Regions from separate parts of the Mus musculus genome. Here region 2 is linked to region 1. A link is a contact called in public HiChIP or PLAC-seq data. All regions are on one chromosome and are shown on one strand. Each heading gives the region's core, a stretch centred on a gene start, on an enhancer-like site or on the middle of the called end of the contact. The rest is flanking DNA. Distances are from core to core; before and after follow the strand shown. Region 1 overlaps Efr3a (EFR3 homolog A). Region 2 holds the start of Kcnq3 (potassium voltage-gated channel, subfamily Q, member 3).

What was found. HiChIP or PLAC-seq counts read pairs in DNA pulled down with a chosen protein or histone mark.
Region 2: a contact with region 1 is called in an H3K4me3 HiChIP or PLAC-seq map of embryonic stem cells, with 2.7 times the contacts expected there. The contact joins the promoter of Kcnq3 here to the enhancer-like site in region 1. A contact is called at or near these places in 3 of 39 promoter capture datasets (embryonic stem cells, hippocampal neurons and stem cell-derived epiblast-like cells), 9 of 484 Hi-C or Micro-C datasets (B cells, cerebral cortex, cortical neurons and 2 more) and 3 of 115 datasets of contacts at active chromatin or transcription factors (embryonic stem cells and forebrain).

What each region holds. Positions count from the first base shown.
Region 1 is chr15:65,851,887-65,854,439 of GRCm38.p6, forward strand. Efr3a (EFR3 homolog A) reads left to right here. Exons shown (of 23, transcript NM_133766.4): 13 at 1,075-1,247; 14 at 1,645-1,720. Among named protein-coding and RNA genes, the nearest start is that of Oc90, 59 kb to the right of the region's middle. Within about 2 kb of position 1,270, at least 38 of the 459 cell types and tissues checked have an H3K27ac peak or open chromatin away from gene starts, as enhancers often do. A contact at or near this core is called in embryonic stem cells and stem cell-derived epiblast-like cells, where this site is marked.
Region 2 is chr15:66,285,364-66,287,916 of GRCm38.p6, forward strand. It overlaps Kcnq3 (potassium voltage-gated channel, subfamily Q, member 3), which reads right to left and starts at 1,266. Exons shown (of 15, transcript NM_152923.3): 1 at 473-1,266. The coding sequence starts at 861. The region is part of intron 1 of Gm27242 (a long non-coding RNA gene); the gene reads left to right.

The DNA of each region.
Region 1 (2,553 bases), core at 20-2,519:
ATTAATTCTTCCTTTCAGCAGTCTCTGATTCCCTGTAGCTCTTCATCTAGTGGCTGTGGCCTTGTGAGATTCCCTCCATCCATGTTGGCATATCAGCTGCTGTTGACTGGAATGTCAGATCCTATTTAAGATACACTATTTTCATTTACCTCCTGTCAAGGAATAGCAGGGACTGGTTTTTCCAACCAGTGTCTTTGAAATTCATTTCAGAGACCTTTCCTATGCATCCTTTTATATCCTCTGTGTTTCACGTTTGGGCGCAGGAGATGTTCTGTGGTTTCAGTCTGAATTCCCTTCCTGGTGTTTGTTATATAGGGTTTTGGATCTAGTTGAAGTGATGCTTATCAGTCCTTTCCCATGTGTTTTTTATTTATTGTGTCTTTGTATTCTGATGACATAACAGTAGTTGCTTTGGTTTCCATATAAAATTTTCTTTATAGAAAATAAATTTTGCAAATATTAAAATACCACCATGCTTCTCATCCTAATTATACCAGTCAGCTTTGTGAATTCTTCTGTGGCATAGTTTTTAAATGTTTAATAGCACTTAAGTATAGTCTCCTTCAATGTTTAAAATTGAAAGAAGGCTAAATATTATCCCAAGTATTAAGTTGAGTAACAAACACAATTTTCCAAACTGAAAATATGTTCCTATTCCCCAGTAGTTTCATTGAAAATAACAGTTTGCAGGGTCCACCTTTGCAGTTTTCCACCTGCACTCTCTGTAAATGTGTTGCCCCTACCTGTCTCCCTGGCTTCCTCTGTGTAAGGGTGTATCAGCCTGCCTGACAGACAGCAGCCAAGACAGAGTTGACAGGCATGTAATGTCGTACTTGCAGTTGAGCCTGCACATGGTACCACATATGTGATGTGCATCTTAAACTTGTTTCAAATACTGATCCTGACATACTAACATCTTGACTGCCCGACAGGGTTCCTTCATATATTTCTTTAGGCTTGTGCCTATAGTTTCTGTTTCCCAAACAGAATTTTGTTATTAAAAAGAGAATGTGATAATTTTGCCTAAAGACTCAAGAGAACATCGTTGTTTGTTAATTTCCCCCTTGTAATCAGGTGACTTCTGGATACAAAGCCAAGACAATTGTTACTGCACTGCCTGGGTCATTTCTGGATCCTCTATTGTCGCCATCCCTCATGGAAGACTATGAGCTGAGGCAGTTAGTCTTGGAAGTAATGCACAACCTAATGGATCGCCATGACAACAGAGCAAAGCTCCGCGGTATCAGGTGACTCACCAGACTGGGAGGGCTTCAGGAGAGCTTTTAGTTTTCTAGTTTTCTCTCAGTCAGTGTGTTGAAATCTGTGTGTTGGAGCAGGCGGGGGGTGGGGGGGTTGTATATTTAGTTGGTGTCAAAATGATTTATTAATTTGATGACTACGCATGGATTAAAAACTGGTTTTATTTTACTTTTGCTTTAAGCCAACAAATGCCACTATGAAGGAAGATGATGTAACTCCTGGTTAAACATGATCATCCAGTAATATCATTTCATATAAACATTTAAAATGTTTGTAGATGTGTCACCATTCAAACTTCTTAGTTCAAATACAGTTCTTCACAAAATACAGGGTATCAGAGCCAATGTGCTGTTCATTAAAAATGATTGATTATATTGTTTGTAGGATAATACCAGATGTGGCTGACTTGAAGATAAAAAGAGAGAAAATTTGTCGACAAGATACGAGCTTCATGAAAAAGGTGAGGCCACGGTGTGAAGTGTAACTGAGCACTCTAGATTATCAGGCGGGTTTGTACTAATCTGCGGCCTTAACTAAAGTTATAGCATTGGAGGAGAAGCCCTCTCCCGGCCAGCCCCAGCCTCCCACTCCCACTCCCACCACCCTTCCTCACCTGTCGAAAGTGCGTGTGCTAATTTAGGAAAAAGTGACTCGTTAGTAGGAATGCAAGTATATGTGCATTGCTATTTTATTTTAAAGCAATCCACAGTATAACAGAAGCACCTCTTGTATCCCATTTTTCTAAGTCCGTACTTGTAGTCTCCCCTCCCCCAGCCTGAAACCTGCTTGCTCAGGGGTGGAGCTTCCTGCTCATTCGTTCTGCCACGCCCACTGCTGGAACCTGCGGAGCCACACACGTGCACCTTTCTACTGGACCAGAGATTATTCGGCGGGAATCGGGTCCCCTCCCCCTTCCTTCATAACTAGTGTCGCAACAATAAAATTTGAGCCTTGATCAGAGTAACTGTCTTGGCTACATTCTTTTCTCTCGCCACCTAAACCCAGGTTGTGGTCTGCTGGCCGGACACAACACGTACTCTTTCTTAGAGGGAATCTTAGATAAGGGATATTACTATTTTTGTCAGTTTTTGTATGTTGAATGAAAAGTCATAAATTATATGTTCTTTTATATTTAATTTTTTTCAATTTAGTTGTGTTTTGATGAAATTCATCTTAAGTGTTTTGGTGACACCATACATATTATATTATATGTGGTGTAAGATGATCCAAATTATGCATTTGTTGACTGATATTTGGGTTTGTTCCTCTTAGGATACCACTAGTAATTCTGCT
Region 2 (2,553 bases), core at 16-2,515, 430 kb after region 1:
CATGGAACACGCACGTACACAGGCACTATGCCTATGGGCAGTGTGCACCGCTACTATCCTCAACTCTGGGATATATCATCTAAATTGAGTGGTGATTGCAAGCTATCCACCCCAAGAAGAACCGGTGCTTCTGAAAGGACCGTTTTTGTCCCACTCAACTGCTTCATTAGAAATATCATCTATTTCTTTTAAGCTTCCATGACAATATCCCAGAACATACAATAAATGCGCACTTTTGCGCACTCGCCAGTTCAAATCTCCAACTCAGCTTGAAAGCCTGCTGTCCCAGGCACCAGAAACACTCCGTCACACCGCAGAGAACCATTGGCTAAGGCCAAACTGGTGTCCCTCCATCCCCAACCCAAGCCAGAGAGCACTTCTGAGTGGCCAAAGACACAACACTATGCCAGCCCTGGCCCGAACCCTAAGGTGCACGGCCGCCAAGGGGCGCCCCGAGTGGCCAGGTACTCACACAAGCGCGTGGTAGAGCAGCGCCCAGCCCCGCGGTCTCTCCAGGGCGTCATAGATCAAAGTTTGGATGCGCCTGTACTTGGCGTTGTTCCTCTTGACTGGGCGGCTCAGGGGGGTCTTTGCCAGGAGCCCGATGCCCTGCGGGGTCCTCCTCTGCCCCTCTTCGCGGCCACCGCCCTCCAGCAGCAGGGTCCCGTCTTTGTCGGCTCCGGCCCCTAGCGCCAAGGTGACTTGCTCCACGTCTCCTGGCGCCAGCCCCACTTTCCGCTCCTCGTCGCCGGCCACCGCCGAGTCCCCTCCAGCAGGGTTAGCGGCCCCGCCGCCGCCGCCGCCCCCTTCGCCGCCGCCCCCGCCAGCCGCCCCCGCCGCCCTGCGAGCCTTGAGACCCATCTGCCTCGCCCCCACCGGGCGCTTCGCCTTCTCCGCTGCTGCTCCGGGAAGTAGGAGCACTTGGGGTACGTGGACGAGGCGGCGGCGGCGGCTGCAAGCCCGGGAACTCCAATGCCATGATCCGCGCGCCCCTCCCCGCCCACCCCCCCAAAAGCAGGCAAAGGCGGGCCTCCCGGGGGCCAGAGGAGGTCGGGTGGGGAGTCAAGGGGTCACATCCCGAGCGGGTCCTCTGTGGGACCCGGAGGGGCGCAGGAAGCCGGGGTCCACGGGGAGCCCGTTGAGGGCGCGCGAGGCTGGCGCGGTGGCGCTAGGGCGCGCGACGGCGGGAGCCTGGCACCGAAGCTCCAGGGAGGCGGCGGCGACGGCGGCACCCGGGCCGGCGAGCCCGAGACAGCATCGCAGTTTATTTACAAGCCCTGTGCCAGCCGTCCTCCCGCCCGCCCGCCTGGCACACGCGCCGCCGCCTCCTCCCTCCTCCCCTCTCCCGCCCGCGCCCAGCCCGCTGCTCTAGCCCTAGCCCCGCTGCAGCGGCAGTAGCAGCAGCAGAAGCAGGCGCGCCCGGGCGGAGCGCTCACCACCCGCAGCGTTCTCTGCTTCCCTCCCTCCTTCGCAGGGGTGGGGCTCCATCGTCCCGCCCCTTGGTTGCGGGAGGCCCAGGCGGGGCCCCGCCTCTCCCCGCCGCCCCCCTACCCAAGACAGCCTTGAGGTCCAGCATCACCAGGGCTGTGAGGCCTCTACTACTGCTTCTGCTGGGTCATGAATCCTGAGGCCGTGAAGCGGGAGCTCCCCAGACCCCGTGGGCGTTGGGGTTTCCCCTGAGCGAGAGGAGAAATTAAAAGGGAGTAGATAGAGGCTGAGGCTGCAGCTTTATGTTCAGTCTCCACCCTCCACCTCCTCTGCTTGCCTTTGCAGGTAAAAATCCAAGTTGCTCGGTTAGACATGCTCACACCTCACCCACTGGCTCGGTGATTGCAATGCTTCTTCTATTCCGGGCTCCTGGGGGCTACTGCTTCTGGTAGTTTTGGGGTAGCCCCTTGTACAAGTAGGTGGGAAGACAGCTGAGAAGCGCATGTGAACATCAGAATCAGTATCCTAATTTCTTCCTGGCTCCTAAATCCTGCTGCAGGCAAGCCAGTCATGCCCTCTGACTCCATTAGCATCCTTCAGGGAAAACACTGAAATCATGGCAGTGAGTTTGTCCTACGTACGACAGAGTACTGCTCTCCACCGAAGGTTTGAAACCCTTGAATTCATAAAACCTGAGTGACAGACAGAAGGCCAGAGCTAAAGCAAGTGTGAGCCAAATTATTCCTAGTGTGGAAACAGAATCACAGGAACCACTGGGCTCTGTCCTAGGAGTCCCCATTGAGGAGGTGACACGCCTTAAGGTGAGATTCAAGTGGCAAGGTGGGAGCAGTTATGACAATTTCAAAAAGAGCCTTCTAGACAGCGGTGTGGAGGAGAAACGTAGTTCAGGTTTGCTGACGGCAGAGGAAGCAGTCTGGTCAGTCACTGGCACCATTGGCAGAGGGCAAGTGCCTCATTACCCAACAGGCAAGTTAGGGAAGCCCTCCTCCTGCCCTGGGGTACCATGACTCCTTACCGCCCAGTCTTCCCTCATGACTGTCAGGTGGAGTAGAGAGGACAAGATAGCTGTGAGTAAAGTTGGGAATCCAGTCTTAGTCTACAGGG